Regions from separate parts of the Mus musculus genome. Here regions 2 and 3 are each linked to region 1. A link is a contact called in public Hi-C and HiChIP or PLAC-seq data. All regions are on one chromosome and are shown on one strand. Each heading gives the region's core, a stretch centred on a gene start, on an enhancer-like site or on the middle of the called end of the contact. The rest is flanking DNA. Distances are from core to core; before and after follow the strand shown. Region 1 holds the start of Sipa1l2 (signal-induced proliferation-associated 1 like 2). Region 2 overlaps Pcnx2 (pecanex homolog 2). Region 3 has its middle 14 kb from the start of Gm39283.

Region 1 (2,671 bases), core at 60-2,559:
CTGACTCACGCTGGCTTTTAGACAAGCTCCGTTGAATGCCTCATGGCTGGTATTTTTCTTGGAAACCCCAGCAATCTCCGTACCTTCGCCAAAAGAGGCATTTTATATTTGTTTCTGTAAGATACCTGAGCCCGCAGCCACGCCCTGCCTTCCTCTCTGGCGCTGTATTCCACAGTCTCTGCCCCGGTTTAATCTGCCCCCTCCCCCACCTCACCCCCAAGCACAGAGCAGGGTCTGGTAAAAAGTTTCCCAGAAAGCACTGCAGCACAGGACTTTTCTCAGACTTCATGTTTGTGGAATGCATACACAACTTCTGCAAACGGTAGGTATAGGGAGACCATCCAGAAAGACCTCAAAACCTGGAAATCTCAGGAGCATAATGTCATATACAGGTTGCTGGCATGTTTTACAAGGCCCATTCCTACGCATTACACCTGTATTTAAAATGATATATAAGAGATTGGACAATGTGCACGCAGAGAAATGCAGCTTGGGTGGGGACCCACTGTTTAAACTTCACCAGGATGTGTGCTCGTAGTAGGAAGCACTGCGACAGGGAAGGAGAGATAACATTATTAACATTATCTCTTCCAGGGAGGAGTTCAAAGTCCCAAACAAACCATTTCAGGACTCTGGGGACGTAAGGTGGAGCCAGCTCTGCCACCTGCTCCGGCCTTATTTACTCCTCCTGCCCGTGCATCTCAAAATAGAGCCCAACGCCGCTCTTCTGCAGCCGGCCGCAGGTGAGGCTCCCGGCGGTTGGGGGTAAAGGGGGTAGACAGGGCCGGAACACCGAGAGCAGGCGTGGGCCCGCTCGTGCATCGCTCCTGGCTCAGGTTCCCCGGCCCGCGCGACTACAGCTTGCACTTTTGCGTCAAGTCCGTCCCTCGGGCTTCGCCAGGCCGTGGTGACTCTCAAGGGTCCGGACATGGTGCGAGCATGTACGAATGAGAGTCCACACCCGGAGAGCACCGGTCGTTCCGAGGGCACCCGGGCTCGCGAGCACTCCGAAGCCGGCCGCCTGTCCCCGTAAGCCGAGGCCTCGCGCTCGCCGCGACCTGGAGAATCGCTCTCCGAGGACGCTCGCGCTCGCGCGCGCCCGACCGCGAGGGGCGAGTCTGGCCAGGAGGCGCGCCAATGGGCGTGGGCGGAGCGCTCGGGGCGGGGCCTGTCCGGTTGGCCAATGGGCGTGGGCGGAGCTTTAGGGGCGGGGACCGTCCGGCCACCGGCCAATGAGAGGGGGCGGCGCGCTCGGGGTGGGGTCTTTCGGGGCACCGGCCAATAGGCGGGGGCGGAGCGCGTGGGGGCGGTGCCGGGGCGGGCGGCGGCGGCGGGAGCCGGCTGCAGACGGAGCCGGGCGGCCGAGGACGCAGCGCGGCGCCTGGCGACAGCTCGAGCCGCGGGCGCAACGGCCGCGCGGGGAGCGCGCCCATGGGTAGCGCGGGACGGCGGCGGGCGGCGAGGCCCTGGCTTCTGCGCGCCGGCCCTGGCGGGGTCCAGAGGACCGCGGCTCCGAGGTGCGTGCCGGGGGGTGCGGGGTGCAGGGCGCAGGGACCGGACCTGCCCGGCTGCGCGCAACTTGCGGGCCGCTCCCCCGGGACTCCCGCTCCTTTGTACGCGCGGGCTCGCGTCTCCGCGGGTGAGGACCGCGGTCGGGAAGCGACCGGCAGCGCCGGCACATTCATTTGAGCCTGGTCGCAGAATCCCGAGAATCAATTTCGGCTCGTCTCCCGGAGAGCGAAAGCCGAGGACAACTTGGCGTCACCCCTTGGGGAGACGTTTGTCGTCATTAACCATCTTCGGCTACATTAATTCAGTCCGGGCCAACGTCAGCACGGGCGAACGGACAGCAAGTGCGTCCTCACGAATTGGGGCTGGGCGATACCTGATTTTGGTCAAAACAGGTCTTAGGCGCTTCGGGTTCTGCTTGGAGTTGCCTCGGTCTGCGCAAGGATGGCTTTGAGAAAGAAGGCCAAACAGCGAGGGGGAAAGGCAGAATGCAGAACACCCCAAAACCCAAGTCATCCGCAGAAAACGGGGCGTCTTGGTTATTCTCATTGGTTTTCCCCAGTAACTTCAAAATAGTCCCAGAAATGTTCCTTTTGTCTGCGGTTTCACTTCTAAACTTTAACACTAGATGGCTTTCTTATGACAGGCATTTTAGTCCGCTGCCCGCTTGAGTTTCCTGCGTCTGCAGTCTAGGCTGGGATTTATTTATTTATTTAACGTCTTACAAATTGGAATGAAAGGAAGAAACTATCCCAAACTGCTGCTTTATTTGAAACATAGTACTCCCCTGTAAGGCTTAAACTGGTTATTATATTTCTTTTTTCAAATATGGAAAGTGGGCTTTGATCTCTAGCGACCAGAGGTGACTACGAATGAGCGAGCTGCTTGTTACTGGGCTCTGCATCGCGGAGGTCTTGATGTCTTTGGAGAATGTGGAGTTCTTGGGTGGGTTTGGTGATAAGAGCTGCATAGATTTCGACATGCTGTTTATGGCTAGCTGGAGCGGTTTCCGGAACAGGCAGCAATGGGATCTATTGCAGGGGGTGGAGGGTGGTTGGGAGGGGGGAAGAATAGTCTATCTTCAGTTTTGGGCGCGTGTGAGGCTGTTCATGCCTAAGGGTTGACCGGCAGCATTTGAGGAAGATCTGTAGCTGAGTGCGTC
Region 2 (2,671 bases), core at 47-2,546, 210 kb before region 1:
AATCTGTCACTGGTATCAGGCAGGCACCAGCCCTCCACTGTCCTGGGACTTGACACCAGATGAATGGGCTGAGTGGGGAATCGGGTACAAATGTTGGAATGCATGAAAGCTTACTGAGTCTATGGGTGACAACTTTAAAGGGGCATGTGAAGACTACAGTATGGTTTCCCCTAAGCCACACTGGCATTCTAAGTGTGAGCATGGAAGGCAGGATGGGAATAACCAAAGGAAAAGTAAGCCGAGGACAGGAAGCTCCAAGTCCTTACATGTTCAAGGGTGTTACAGAGGTTACGGTGCTTGGCCAGGCTAAGAAAGGAGCAAAGCAAACAAATGGGGGAAGAGGAAACAGGATCCCAGGACTGCACTGGGGATCTGTTTGCCCTGAAGGGGGTGGTGACCACTGGAGTTGATGTACTAGAGGAGACAGGGTGCTCTGGGCTGCTACTGAGAAGGAGGCAAGTTTTGATAAGCACATTTAGGGTTGTTACTGTGAATAGAAAGGGGAGGGCAGCAGAAGATGAGAGGAAACGAGGGAGGGAAGGAAATAGAAATGGAAAAGGGAGGTGAGGGGGGGATGGGATGGTGGAAGAGGAGGAGAGGGAAGAAAGGAAAAAGGAAGGAGAGAGGAAGAGAAGGGAGAGGAGGGAAGGGAAGGAGGGGAAAAGAGGGAGAGAAGGAGGGAGAGGAGGAAGGGACATGAAGGAGGGGAGGAGGGGGAAGGAGGGGAGGAGGGAGGGAAGGACGGAGGGAAGGAGGGAGATGAGGAAGGGAGATGAAGGAGGGGAGGAGGGAGGGGAAGGAGGACAAAAGACAAGAAGGAGAGAGGGGAGGAGGAAGAGGGAGGGGAATGGAGGGGGAAAGGAGGAGGGAGGGAAAGGAAGACAGAAGAGAAAAAGGAGGGAGGGGAGGAGAATGGAGAGAAGGAGGAGGGAGGGAGGGAGGGGGTTAAATAAGGAAAGACTGAGGTAAGGATTGTCTAAACATTTTTCAAGTCTATTTGTTATTAAAATTTTAAATCTCATTTTCTCAGACTCCCTTCAGATTTTAATGTGGTCCCACCCTGCAGGCCGTTCTCTCTGCTCAGCATCTTGGTGAGCCTTGCAGAAGGGACACTGAAGGTACAGTAGGGATGTAGCGACCCATTCCCGTTGGAGCTAGAAAACAACTAAAAGCAAGATTTACGCTCCTGTCTGTGGGAGATGTTATCAGCCTTCTCACGGTTTGGCTGACCCCATAATCACTGGCCCGTGGGGACGTGTGAAACTAGCCCTGTAGCCTAATCTCACTCACAGCTGATCCAACTCAAAGTTTTATCTTAGCTGGAGATCCACACACAGCCCTCCCACTAATATTAAAACTCTGTAGAATTCTCTTCGTCTTGGCAACAGTTGACCCTTCATCATGGCTTTATGGTTTATGTCTGGATAGCTTGAGGGGTCTTCTAACTCCCTGGGTCCCAGACTTCATCCATAAAAACAGAATGTTGTCTCCAGTGGACGCTCGCACACATAATTTCCTTCCTTTCTGAGTAGGGAAGCCTAAGGCTTGCTGGTGTGTTTGGCAGGTCTAGGTGGACAGGGTGTGTCCCTCAGCGCTAGCAGAGTCCCCACCACCTTGGAGTCCTGCACTCAGGAAAGCCCTGTGAGGAGGAGGCAGTTTGGAATGACCCATGACCTAGGAAGGCCTCCTCCTCAGAGTCCAGTCGGTTCCCCTGCTCTTCTGGCCTAGAAGTGGAGTGAGTGCAGGGAGGACTTTCTCTCCGCGATGATTACAGACTTACGCATTTCAGCATTCATCGTGCATCAGGCTGCCTGGTGTGCACGGAAGCTTTGATTAACTCCACTTTTTATTTATTTTTATTTATTTATTTATTTTTTAGATTTTATTTATTATATGTAAGTACACTGTAGAAGTTTTCAGACACACCAGACAAGGGCACCAGATCTCACTGTGGGTGGTTGTGAACCACCATGTGGTTGCTGGGATTTGAACTCAGGATCTTCAGAAGAGCAGTCAGGGCTCTTAACCGCTGAGCTATCTCTCCAGCCTCCAACTCCACTTTTTAAATGTATTTGTGTGTAGGTGTGTGTACGTTTGTGTGTATAACATGCGTATGTTTGCACATGTGTGTATGACATTTGTGTGTGTACGTTTGCACACATTTATGACATGTGTATGTTTGCACATATGTGTGACATTCATGTGTGTTTGCACATATGCCTGACATTCGTGGATATGTTTGAACATGTGTATGACATTGTGGATGTGTTAGCACATGTGTGTGACATTCATGTGTATGTTTGTACACATGTGTGACATTCATGTGTATGTTTGCACATATGTATGACATTCATGTGTGTTTGCACATATGGCTGACATTCGTGGGTATGTTTGCACGTGTGTATGACATTGTAGGTATGTTAGCACATGTGTGTGACATTCATGTGTATGTTTTCACACATGTGTGACATCCATGGGTATATTTGCATACATACATGACATTCGGTGGTATGTTTGCACATGTGTATGACATTTTGAGTATATTAACACATGTGGGTGACATTCATGTGTATGTTTGCACATATGTGTATGAGATGTGTGTGTGTATGTTGTTTGCACATGTGTGTAGAGGCCAGAGGTTGACTCTGGGTGCTTTCTTCAGTGGCTCACC
Region 3 (2,671 bases), core at 60-2,559, 130 kb before region 1:
CAGGAAGGTTCAGAGGACATTCTGCAAGCTCTGGAGTGTGCCCATCTCTAGAGTGCTTTTCCATATGAATAGTGTACGTACTCTCTATTCAGTGAGACTTCTCAGCTCAGGGACAGCCTTATTTAGGAAACGACTCCCATGCTTTCTCTCTTCTGCTGCCCTCAACGACCCCTTTTCCACGGACTTACATCTTGGCTGTATTTCTTTTGGTCTGTACTCTGCCTGAGGCAAGTCCTCTGAGTTGGGTGTGTGTGTCTGCTTATGCAGAGTGGTGAGTTGGGTGTGTGTGTCTGCTTATGCAGAGTGGCTGAGGGAGTCAACCCTAGTGACCCTTTCTCCTTTCTCTGTCCTTGCGGTCGGTCGTAGGCTCTTCCCAAGAGGAAAGACAACCACACTTACTTTAATCATTGATATAGTCCTGGCATTCCACATGAGGCCTGGAGCAGACTCTACACTCAATAAATATTTATAAATAATAGTGAATAGTTTCAGAATTACTAAAGTATTCTAACACAGTCAACTATTTTAAAGAAGGAATAGTCTTTCTTCATTGTTGTCTTTAGGTCTTTTATTTAGAAAATACTTGGGGCCTTTTAAAGCTCTCCATCTCATTGTTAAATTGATTCAGAGACCTAGGGAAGTGAGCCAAATCTATATTGATCAAGATATTATAGATAAAGTCAACAATTCTTAAAATCACATTTCCTGACGACAGAGCCTAAGAAATTTCCTCATAGAACTGACAGCTCTTCATGACAAAGGCAGAGTCCACATTGTTAGCAGGAATCATCCCTGCTTGTTGGTGTGTAAGCTGCTGGGCAGACAATGGGGGAAACTATTCAATGACATGGACACAAATAAATCAGCTGTTTATCCTACACTCAACGTGAGCCAAACCCGGGACTGAGCTGTGGGGATGAGGAGGAGCTGTGGGAATGTGTGACCTTAGAGAACATAAGATGACCACTGAAAGACCTTGCTAGAATAGCATGCTGGGGACTTCCGCTAGAAGGTTGTGACTAACACTCCCTTCCTGCAATGACAAAACAAGCTTTGCAAGAAAGCTCCTACTTTAAGGTAGGTGCAGATAATGACCAAGAATGTTTCAGTTCCCCCTTCTGGTGACTAAGACCTCACCTCACCCATGGCCATTAATATTGCTTAAGGAAGGTCACGAAACAATTGCCAATCCGGAAGGGAGAGGCTAATTACCATTTCTAAAGGGGGGAAATCAAAAAGTCTGCCCTGGCCAACAATGGGCTTAAACCAACTCTTATTGTTATCAAGTCCTACCCTTAAACTATATAAAAAGTGTGTGCTTAGGAGATTGGGGTTGACTCTGCCCAGATTGCAGGACAGTGTGGCATGCCAGATCAATAAATCTCTTGCTTAGTGCATTGATCTCCGTCTCTGTGTTTCTGTGAGTGGGACATCCAGGACATAAGGCTCTTCAGGTCTTACAGAGCCACGGTTGCAGTTCTCCAAACCAGGAAAACCATGCAGCCTCCCAAGTTCAGAAGAGAGAAACTGTTGTATTAGCATCTTATCTAAGTCCAATAAAATCAGAGAGTCAGACTGGATGGAGACCATTGTCCCTCATCACTGATCTTTCCACTGCCTGCTTCAAATGTGTGGCCCATGGAGCTCTGAAGAGAGTCTAAAGAAAGGGTAAACACCCCACTACAAACCCGACTTTTAATGTTATTATTTGAATTTTATGTGCCTTTATCTGTCTACATGTACATCTATGCACCACATGTGTGCCTACTGACCAAGAAAGCCAGGGCAAGGCGGTGAAATCTCTGGAGTTGCAGATAGTTGTGAATCACTTTGTGGTGCTGGGAACCCAGCCCAGGTCCTCTGCAAGAGCAATAAGCACCCTTAGCCTCTGAGCCAGCTCTCCAGCCCCACTCACTGTTTTGAGTTAGTCATTTCTCTTGAACAAATATTCAGGCTGTTACTTTTATTCTAGACTTCGGGGGATGGGGGATGGCATTTCCCTGTTTGGAAAGTAACTTTTATTCACCTTTTTAAATTGTCATTTCAGGGGCTTACTGCCTCTGCTAACTTAGGCCTAGACCTGGAAGCTTTTAGCCTTCATACAATCTTATCTAGGCCCAGAATGCTTTCAACTTCTGAGACTTAATGCTGAATAAGCTCACCCCTTCTAGTTCTTTCTGAACACTGTCTGACTGGTTCAACTCCACTATTCTGGCTCAAACTCCTTGACAAGGTGAGAGATTCAATCTGGCTTCTCTCTTGGCCTCTGACTTTTTGCTCTGCTTGGCCTCAAACTAACTCTGGCAATCTGTTCTAATCTTCTGGCTCCTTCTCATTCTCTAGCTCATTTTGTCTTCACCTGTGTACAGCTTGTTCTCTCTCTGCAATCTGTCTCTCTATAACTGTCCAGGTAAAACTCTTCAAGTAGCTTCCCCCTCCCCCCTCTTGTGAGAGTTGGGATTAGTCTATTTTGTCAAATCTTTCTCTGGTTCATCATTTTGTCTGCCACTCAATTAGATGTCACTTTCAAACATGGGTGCTTCCATCTACAAACTAACTTTACCTTCTTTGTTTGGGATTAAAGATATACAATAAGGGCTGAGTTACACTAAAACTAGAAACAGTTTTTTTTTTTTCAATAAATCACACAATCTTGGGATTCACAGTGTGA

What was found. A called contact is a pair of places that touch in the nucleus more often than the background predicts. HiChIP or PLAC-seq counts read pairs in DNA pulled down with a chosen protein or histone mark.
Region 2: a contact with region 1 is called in a Hi-C map of uterus, with 4 times the contacts expected there. The contact joins the enhancer-like site here to the promoter of Sipa1l2 in region 1. A contact is called at or near these places in 2 of 15 datasets of contacts at CTCF or cohesin (the NIH/3T3 cell line and pro-B cells), 5 of 484 Hi-C or Micro-C datasets (CD4 T cells, nephron progenitors and uterus), 4 of 115 datasets of contacts at active chromatin or transcription factors (embryonic stem cells, extraembryonic endoderm stem cells and neural tube) and 3 of 9 other capture datasets (embryonic stem cells, liver and macrophages).
Region 3: a contact with region 1 is called in an H3K27ac HiChIP or PLAC-seq map of embryonic stem cells, with 15 read pairs. The contact joins the enhancer-like site here to the promoter of Sipa1l2 in region 1. A contact is called at or near these places in 16 of 39 promoter capture datasets (the C10 cell line, cranial neural crest, embryonic stem cells and 7 more), 4 of 15 datasets of contacts at CTCF or cohesin (the NIH/3T3 cell line, embryonic stem cells and pro-B cells), 86 of 484 Hi-C or Micro-C datasets (the AtT-20 cell line, B cells, the BV-2 cell line and 41 more), 10 of 115 datasets of contacts at active chromatin or transcription factors (bone marrow-derived macrophages, craniofacial prominence, embryonic stem cells and 3 more) and 5 of 9 other capture datasets (adipose tissue, embryonic stem cells, liver and 2 more).

The regions. Positions count from the first base shown.
Region 1 is chr8:125,568,501-125,571,171 of GRCm38.p6, reverse strand. It overlaps Sipa1l2 (signal-induced proliferation-associated 1 like 2), which reads left to right and starts at 1,309. Exons shown (of 22, transcript NM_001357372.1): 1 at 1,309-1,517.
Region 2 is chr8:125,778,451-125,781,121 of GRCm38.p6, reverse strand. All of the region lies in intron 25 of Pcnx2 (pecanex homolog 2), which reads left to right. The region is part of intron 2 of Gm39284 (a long non-coding RNA gene); the gene reads right to left. Among named protein-coding and RNA genes, the nearest start is that of Gm39284, 5.6 kb to the right of the region's middle. Within about 2 kb of position 1,296, at least 1 of the 459 cell types and tissues checked has an H3K27ac peak or open chromatin away from gene starts, as enhancers often do. A contact at or near this core is called in uterus, where this site is marked.
Region 3 is chr8:125,698,144-125,700,814 of GRCm38.p6, reverse strand. No RefSeq gene overlaps it. Among named protein-coding and RNA genes, the nearest start is that of Gm39283, 14 kb to the right of the region's middle. Within about 2 kb of position 1,309, at least 15 of the 459 cell types and tissues checked have an H3K27ac peak or open chromatin away from gene starts, as enhancers often do. A contact at or near this core is called in the CH12 cell line, bone marrow-derived macrophages, embryonic stem cells and 2 more, where this site is marked.